2 separate regions of the Ovis aries genome follow, and region 2 is linked to region 1. The links are chromatin contacts, called in public Hi-C maps. All regions are on one chromosome and are shown on one strand. The core of a region is the stretch at or near the end of the contact, and the rest is flanking DNA. Distances in the headings are between cores, read along the strand shown.

Region 1 (4,453 bases), core at 543-3,042:
CTAACTTTGAAAACTATGGCCACTAGAAAACAGAAAGTTATGTGGCTGGCACTTAGTGCTTGTATTATATTTCTATCAGACGGTGCTTCTCAGGAGCATAAGCCAGAGCAGGGCTGTTTGACTCATACACTGCAGTATATCAGAACAGAAGCTCAATAAATATTTGCTGAATGAAGGAATCCAAAGGTGGAATGTTAGTCCTTTTCCTCTCCTCTCTGTTCTACCTACCCCAGGGATCACATTTTTTAAAACATCAAAACTTTACTATAATTTACATGAAAGTCACCCATGTAAAGTGTACAACACAAGGATTTTTAATAAAGTCATCACGTTGTGCAGTCACCCCCTACAACCTACTTTCAAAATACTTCCATCATCCCAAGCAGATCCTCTTAGAGTTTCGAAACTTAAGTCTCCATCCCCATCCCCACCCCACCGCCCCCCCCACCCCCGGCAACCACGAATCTGATGTCTCTCTAGGTTTTCAGAGCACAATTTCTAAGGAATTAAATCCCTGTCTAAGTCGTTCCAGGGTTCAAAATTCTTGACCGATCATCAACCACCCCAACTCCCAAGCCACTGCTGCTGCCGGTTTCCTCCTCTTTACCGGTCCGGAAACACAGCTCAGCTCAGAGCCCGATCTACAGACGGCTCAGGACTTGGCTTTAAAAAGGCAGAAGAGATCGTGTCCCGCTTCGTGCTTCTCCAGCCCCACGTCTTCCCAACCCCCTGGCAGGAAGAGCTCGGTGGCCCCAAGGGAGCACAGGGGCTGCCTCGAGGACTCCACGACGCTGCGAGGGGCCCTTACTCTCACACCGACGCCCCTCAAACACACACCCTCTGAGGCTGCAGCTTAGAGCGGCCCGCGGGGAGCCAGAGTTCCCCATACTGCGTTCTAACGCCGCTCTCCAGGAACAATGGCAGGCGACGCCCGACTCTCCGCCTCTGTGTGTGGGTCGAGGGGCGCCGGCCCCTCCCCCCGCGGTCTCCTTCCCTGAGCGCCTTCACACTCTCCCGCCTTCAACCGCCCTCCCCCCAAAATGGCGACCAACTGCCTCCTTTCCCGCCTGCCGCAGGTCACCTGACCGCGCCTGGCCACGCCCCGCGTGGCCCCGCCCCCTTGGCGACGGCCGAATAGCCGCCGAGACTGCGCGGCCGGCGGCACGCGCTGGGAGCCCGGGCGGCGCGAGGCGCGCGCGAGGCCGCTCTGGGCGGCGCGAGGCGGCCCGCGGCCACGTACACGGGGCTCTCCAGGGGCGGGCCCGGCTGCGCGTGCGCGCCCGGCTTGCGGGCGGCGCGGGGGCAGACAGGGGGCCGCTGGGATGCCCGAGAGGCGCGAGGCCCGGCGCGCGAGCCCCCGGGGGCGGGTAAAACCCGGTTGCTGCTGCCCCTGCCCCCTCCCCTTCCTTCCTACCCCGCCCTTTCCCGCCCCTTCCTCATTCATCAACCCCTCCCCCTTTTAAACTCTAATTCGTTTTTATGTTTCTTTTTTAGGGGGGCCCAGCTCCCTTTCGAGAGGCGCAGCAGGCGCGGCGAGCGCCCCCTACCCCGCGTCACGCACGCACCTTCTGCACCCCAACAGCTCCGGGCCCCGCTGCATCCCCGCAGCCCCTTCCCCCTTGGAGAAGACTCTCCTCAGAGGCCCCTGGCTCGCTGCACCCCCTTTTCTTTCCTACCCCGCCCCCCAGGCCCCAACTGCCCCCTCGCAGCTCCCCAGCTCGCGCCGCGGGCCCTACCCGACCTCCGCACTTTCTGCATCTCGGCCTTGCATTTGCCCTCCGCTTTTCCAGGCCCTGGTGCTAAAAATCCGCTTTCCTCCCCAAAATCCCCACTTTAGAGGACCCAGATTTGTTTCTATTTAGGATCTTCCAGCAAAACCAAGAAGCCCGCCTAGACGCCTTGAATTCGCCCCTCCCCCTCCTCTTAGGAACTTCCTCTAGCAAAAAAAAATTTTTTTTTTCTCCATTGAGGATCACTTTCCAGCAAAAATTCTTTCTTCCCACCATGAGTCCCCCTGTTTGGAATATCTTTCCACTGATAAACCAACTCAGTCCTTCCGTTTTCTCTCTTGTCTAATATTTTTCTTCCCAACTCTTCCCCAGCCATCCCAACACAAACCCCTTTTCATCACCTGTTCCACCTCAGTTAGGCTTCTCCCAGCAAAGCTCTCCAGGTTCCTTTCCCAGGGGAGGAAAATAAGGAAAGAAAGAAAAAATAACTCCTTGAACATCAAAATCCGTTGTCTTACCTAGATCTCCCCAGTTTAGTATTGCTTTCTTCTTTTTTCCAAAAATTACCAGTTGCCCCCAGTTTCACACCTGTGCCCTTGCTTCTTTGGGGACCCAGCTTCTGACAGCCCCTTCCTTTCCACAACCTGCTTTCAGGGCAGAAGAAGTTGAATAAGGGTCCTGAATTTACTATCCAGCGTTCCAGGAAGAAATAGCCAATGATCTGACTGTCACCGGAACCCCTTTCTCTGTGGGGCCTAAACTGGGCCCCCTGTTCCCTGGGGATTGATTCACTCACTCCTTCTTCTCCTGGTGAGTTTCGTTCCTTTGCACTTGTTGGAGAATGTCTCCGTTTTCAGATGGACTCCTTTTTCTCAGAAGGGTTTCTGATCGGTCCAAGGGTCTCTGTATCACTGGTGAAATCATTAAGGAAGTTGCTGCTTTAGGAGATCAGATAAGGAAAGGGATCAGTTACTGTACATTTTGACTGATCTGGAGGATTGCAGACATTTATTAGATTGATGTAGGTTTCATTATTTACTGCAAAGGAATCTTTTTCTTCTTTAGCTCAGCAATGTAGATGCCTACCAGGGATGGGCAGGTAAAGGTCCAGAGTGTGGTGAAATAAAGATTGTGTTCCCCGTCTAGTGATGCCAGCCGGTGGAAATGGCCAAGTAGAAATGTCACAACAGTGTTGCCAGAAGTTTTTGTTTTTGAGAAGAAACCATAACGCTGTCTTTATGTGAAATCTTTTGATCGATAAATGTTGAGAACCAATTTAACAAGTTTTTAAATTCAGTGTGGGGCCCTTGCGAAACGTGTTTGCTGGCCACCAGTTTGGAATTTGGGGTTTAGGTTAGATACACAGATATATATCTGTTTGGGCCATGCATATGTGCTGGACTTTTTCCCTTCAGAGCAGCAGTTCTCAAAATTTTTTGTCTTCAGAGCCCTTTAGACTTAAAAATTATTGAAGACCCCACCCAGGGTGTTTTTGTACATGTGCACTGTGGTTGGTTTATTGCTAAATTGTGTCTAGCATTTTGTGACCCTATGGACTGCAGCACACCGGGCTTTTGTGTCCTACACTATCTCCCGGAGTTTGCTCAAATGCATGTCCATTGAGTCATTGATGCCATCCAACCATCTCATCTCTGCCACCCCTTTCTTTGCCTTCAATTTTTCCAGCATCACAGTCTTTTCCAATGAGTCGGCTCTTTGCGGCAGGTGGCTGAAGAATTTATATCTGCTGATATTTGCTGTATTAGGAGTTTAATAAATTTTTAAAATATGAATTCATTTAAAAATAGCAATAGTAAACCCAGTATATGTTAACCTAATTGGCACTTTTATTTCAAAAAACAACATTTAGTGAGAAAAGTGGCATTGTTTTCCATTTTTAGAGTCATCTGGTGTCTTATATCTGCTTCTGCATGCAGCCTCTTGAGATAAATCCTCTAAAGTTTCACTGAGTGTAAGAAAAGCAGATAACATGTAAATATTATTATGAAAATAGTTTTGACCTCACAGACTCCCTGAAAGACGCTTGAGGACCCCAAGGGTCCTCTCATTGTCCTCACTGTGAAAATGTTCTAGATTTTAATGATTATCTGGATTTTCTGCTAGGATCAGCTTGTGGAGTGAGAAACTTTGACATCTCTTTTCTTCATTTAGTTAATTCTGTGTGAGAATTCACTCTGGCAAGTGCAGTCATAGCCTTCTGATTCCTCAGTGTCTTTCTCTTTTCCAACAAGTGATCAGTGGAAATGAGTTAACTTTATAGTTAAAATTATATTGGTTACATGGCTAGAGGAAGATTTTTCCTTGATTGTTCACCTTAAGAATGTAAGTGCAAAATATAGGGCAGGAGTCCCAGCATTGAGTGTGGAATCACAGCACAGTGGAATGGTGAAGTGGGCTTTGAAGGGCTTTGGAGTCAGACATCCCGGGGTTGAATCCTAACTTTGATTTGGTACAAGTTACTTAACTTCTCCGCACTTTTATTTACCTCATCCATAAAATAGGGCTAATAATATAGTTTATGCCTCTAGGGTAGCTGTGGGAATTAAGTGATATATACGTGATTGCAGTAGAGCCTGGAACATGATAAATCTTCAGTAAATGTGTGCTACTGTTATTATTATTATAACGCAGATGATTATGGGGGCCAGGCAGGAAGATAAGTGAGGACCACGGGAACTGGAGGCCATCACCCAGTCCAGAGA
Region 2 (4,453 bases), core at 1,026-3,525, 150 kb before region 1:
ACGAACACTTCAAAGAAGCCGGTGACCTGGGGAGTCCCCTCGCCGCACTGGGGAGAAGGAGAGATGCTGGAGGGGCGGAGATGCCCCCTTTCGGACACCTGCCCCTTCCCAGGGAAGGGAGAACACAGTGGCGGGGGGGGGGGGGGGGGGGGGTAGGGGGCTGATCCAAACCACCCCCACTGCCACCAGGACTGAGGGACAGACAGGACCCACGTCTGACTCCTTCCCCCTCCCGGAGACTCACGATGTCCAAACGGCTAGGGAACTCATCTTCTAACTTCTTCTTGAGCTGAAGATACTGGAAAGGGGTGGGTGGTCACACAGGGTCCACAGAAGCCACATAGGTGGGCCCCCACCATGGGCTAAACCCCCTCCCCCACTTTCCAGGGCAGCCTCTTGGGACCACATGGCTTACCTTGGGCTTGTAGCCTCAAGCGCCACTGGTGGGAGCGTGTCCAAGAGAGTGGGTCCCGGGAGAGGAGGAGGGGGACAGTGGGGATCCAGGGATGGGAGGGGAGAGGCAAGGCAGGCAAGGAGACAGAGGCAAATGGCGGGGAGGAAGCGGAAGAGATGAAGAGGGACACGGATGATAGAAGGAGACAGACACTCTCCAAAGAGAGGAAAGACACGGGGCACACGGGGGCGGGGCGCAGCACAGAGGTGGAGGCACAGGAAGGGAGCCAGCCACACAGGGAACACAGAGCAAGGGAGACAAGAGGCAGAGCGTGGGGGGCGGTGCACAGAATCGGGGGCGACGAGGAGAGAGCACAAGCGCGAGGCAGAGGGGAGAGGGAGGCAAAACGGAGAGAGCCAGGTCAGGATGAGAGCTGCCCAACACAGCAGCCCCACCCACAGCCGGTACCCAGGCCTCAGGGCAACCATGACTGCAGGATTCCCAAGGCCCTCCCATGCCTGAGGGTGAAGGATAACCGCCTCCCCGCCCCGCCCTCTCCCCACCCCGCCCCCTCCCCGCCCCGCAGACTATTTCGGGACCGGAGACTGGTGCACAGGCAAAGCGGGGGAGGGGAAGGGGAGGCGCCTCAAAATGTCACTCTACCCTCTGCTTGACTCAGCGGGCAGGGACACTAACTAACGCAGGGACAGGTCTAAACCTTTCAAACCCCCAGGCAGGGACCCTCCTCCCCCGCCCCAAGCGGACAGCCAGCAGACCCAGGTGCGGTACCCCTGTGATCCGCCCGCGCCCCACTCCCAGCCTCGGTTTCCGCACTTGTAGAATGGAGCTACAACCCCTGCCCAGGGAGTTTCTGGGGAAGGAAATTCAGGGAACACGTATTTATTGAGCGCCCACAGGCCAGCATGCCTGTGCAGGCCAGTACAGTCCAAGGCGCCAGGGCTGTGACACCCCCTACGGGACAGACACTTCCTGCCGAGCACACGTTTTCCCCCTTAAAGCGGGCAATTAGACCAAATGTGTAACACCCAACACACTGCACTCCCTCCGCCATAACCATTAAGACTACAACCTAGCCGGGGGGGGTGGGGGGGGGGGAGGAGGGAGGTTCAAGAGGGAACGGACACCGGTACACCTACGGCCAATTCACGTTGACATATGGCAGAAACCAACACAATATGGGAAAGCAATGATGCCACAATCAAAAATAAAATTTAAAAAAAAAATCACTCCCTCTACGGATGGGAAAAGTGGGGTCAGAAACCGAGGAGGGTTAACAGCAAAAAAGCATCCACCGTCTGGGTTTAAGTCCTTGCCCAACACAGGCCGGGACGATCTGGAACCTCCTGACTCTGGCCGGCCCCACCCGACGACCGGTCCTGGGGGAGGGGAGACCGAACCGCCCAGAGAGGTTCCTCCTGCATTACAAACCGACCCCCACCTGCTCCCCACCCTGAGCCCGGGAATCGGGGTGGGGGTGGGGGTTAAAACGACACACACGTGTCTCAGTTCTACCTTTTAGGACCTGAGACGTCTAGAATGTCACAAATTGGGGAGGGGGAGGCCAAGAAATCAACATGCTCGTTTTCCGCCTCCTCCCACGCCCACCGCACCCGCACGGAACCCTCTCCCCAGTGCAAGGCTCCCCAAGGGTCCTGCCCCCTCCCCCGCGCACCCCCGACTCCCCCAGAGCCCAGCTCCGCCGGGACAGGGCGGGGCCCGAGCGGGATTCGAGGAGGGCACCTCTGGCCCGCGTGCTCACCAATAAACTACTCGGACGACGACCGCCATAGCTCCTGACCGCGGTGCCCGCTGCAGCGCGGACTCTCGATCCGAACCCGGGCGAAGCAGGGCGAGGTCTGCGCCCCGGGCGGGGCGTGTGCACACAGGCCTAGCTCTTGGCGTTCCGCAGCACGGACCATGCCAGGAGAGGGGGGAATGAGGACAGGCCTCTGGAGCGGAGGCGAGAGGCACCCTGAAGCCCACCGCCCTGAGCCCCCCACGCAAATCTTACCCCAAGCTCCCTGTGAGGCCAGGGAAAACCCCGGCAGAGGGGGTCCTCAAAAGAGTCCTCTGCGCACCCCGCTCCCGGACCCCCCCTTCTCCGAGCCAGAATGGTACGGTCTCAAGGGGCGGGGGTTGAGGGCCAACAGCTGCTGGTTGCAAACTGAATTGCAACTGACCTTGCTCGTTTCGCTGGGAGGACCTTGAGGGCGGCTTGAGGGGGAAAGGGGGCCGAGTTCGCAAGGATTCGGGGTACACATGGGCGGCCCCTGAAGCTGTTTTTTTCAATGAGCGGTCCAGGGGACCCGCTGCCTTATTAAATAAAGCCGGGCATCCAAACCTGGGCGCCGCCTGATCGGCACTGAAGTTCCCCCCGCACCCCGCCCTCTCCCCCCGCCCCCGCCCCGACCAACTCACCCACCCTTTTGCGCCTTCCAGACCTTTTTGAGGCAAGGGGGTCATGGAAAGTGCTAGAAGTTGGCAGCTGAGGTATAAGGGCTTTAGAAAGCCGATGCATCTCTCAGCCTCAGTTTTCCTCTTCCGGGCATAAATGCCTCCAGAGAATGATTGATTACCCATTTAACAAATACATATTGGGTACCTTGCTGCAGTCATAGGTTCTGAAGATACAGCTAAGTTCAGTCGCTCAGTCGTGTCCGACTCTTTGCAACCCCATGGACTGCAGCAGGCCAGGCTTCCCTGTCCATCACCATCTCCCAGAGCTTGTTCAAACTCATGTCCATCCAGTCGTGATGCCATCGGAAGATACAGCAATGAAAAAATAGCCAAAGTCCCTGACCGAGGTCTTCCAGCCCCAGCTTCCGTCTCTGACCCCCTGATCCTCACCTGCCGTGATCCTGATGTCTCGGGGCTCCTGGCAGACTAGGTTCAATTCCCACCCCCCATTGCTGCCAGCTGTGTGATCTCGGTGGTCTTGGGCAAGTATCAATATAACCAGCCTGTGATGCAGAGCAGTTAACATGCAGCCGGGCGTAATCAGTGTCCCATAATCAGGTGTCTTTCAGGCTCCCAGGGCGCTTAGAACAAAAACCCAAGCCTTGGGAAGTCCCTGGTGGTCCAGCGATTAGAATTCCAGGCTTTTACCGTGGTGGCAAAGGTTCAGTCCCTGGTGGGGAAACAGGGATCTCCTAAGGGGAAGCTAAGATCGTGGCATCTGATCCCATCCCTTCATGGCAAAGAGATGGGGAAACAGTGGAAATAGTGACAGACTTTATTTTTTGCATGCTCCAAAATCACTGCAGATGGTGAGTGCAGCCATGAAATTAAGACGCTTGCTCCTAGGAAGAAAAGTTATGACCAACCTAGATAGCATGTTGAAAAGCAGAGATATTACTTTGCCAACAAAGGTCCATCTAGTAAAACCTATGGTTTTTCCAGTAGTCATGTATGAATGTGACAGTTGGACTATAAAGAAAGCTGAGTGCCAAGGAATTGAGGCTTTTGAACTGTGGTGCTGGAGAAGATTCTTGAGAGTCCCTTGGACAGCAAGAATATCCAACTAGTTCACCCTAAGGGAAATCAGTCTTGAATGTTCACTGGAAGGACTGATGCTGAAGCTGAAACTCCAGTACTCTGGCCACCTGATGCGAAGACTGACTCACTGGAAAAGACCCTGATGCTGGGAAAGATTGAAGGTGGGAGGAGAAGGGGGCAACAGAGGACGAGATGGTTGGATGGCATCACCGACTCAAAGGACATGAGTTTGAGTAGACTCCAGGAGTTGGTGATGGACAGGGAAGCCTGGCGTGCTGCAGTCCATGGGGTCGAAAAGAGTTGGACATGACTGAGCAACTGAACTGAACTGAAGGGGAAGCTTGGCCCAAAAGAAAAAAGAAAACAGAAGTGCAACAAGATAAGCCAAGACTTAGCATGCTCCGCCCCTGATTGGCCCCATTGTTCCCTTCTGGTCCCTCTCAGTGCGCTAGCCACATGGAATCTTGGACCTCACCCACTCACCCGCCTCTGGGCCTTTGCACAGCTATTTCGACCCTTCCCTGCTGCCTGATCCTGCTCATC

What was found. A called contact is a pair of places that touch in the nucleus more often than the background predicts.
Region 2: a Hi-C map of omental adipose tissue shows a contact between it and region 1, with 1.9 times the contacts expected there. The contact joins the promoter of SELENOW here to the promoter of ZNF541 in region 1. A contact is called at or near these places in 6 of 16 Hi-C or Micro-C datasets (blood, liver, mesenteric adipose tissue and 2 more).

What each region holds. Positions count from the first base shown.
Region 1 is chr14:54,276,281-54,280,733 of ARS-UI_Ramb_v3.0, reverse strand. It overlaps ZNF541 (zinc finger protein 541), which reads left to right and starts at 1,792. Exons shown (of 16, transcript XM_060398149.1): 1 at 1,792-2,540.
Region 2 is chr14:54,429,651-54,434,103 of ARS-UI_Ramb_v3.0, reverse strand. SELENOW (selenoprotein W) reads right to left here and starts at 2,275. Exons shown (of 5, transcript XM_042232243.1): 1 at 2,175-2,275; 2 at 416-440; 3 at 245-298; 4 at 1-47. The coding sequence starts at 2,203.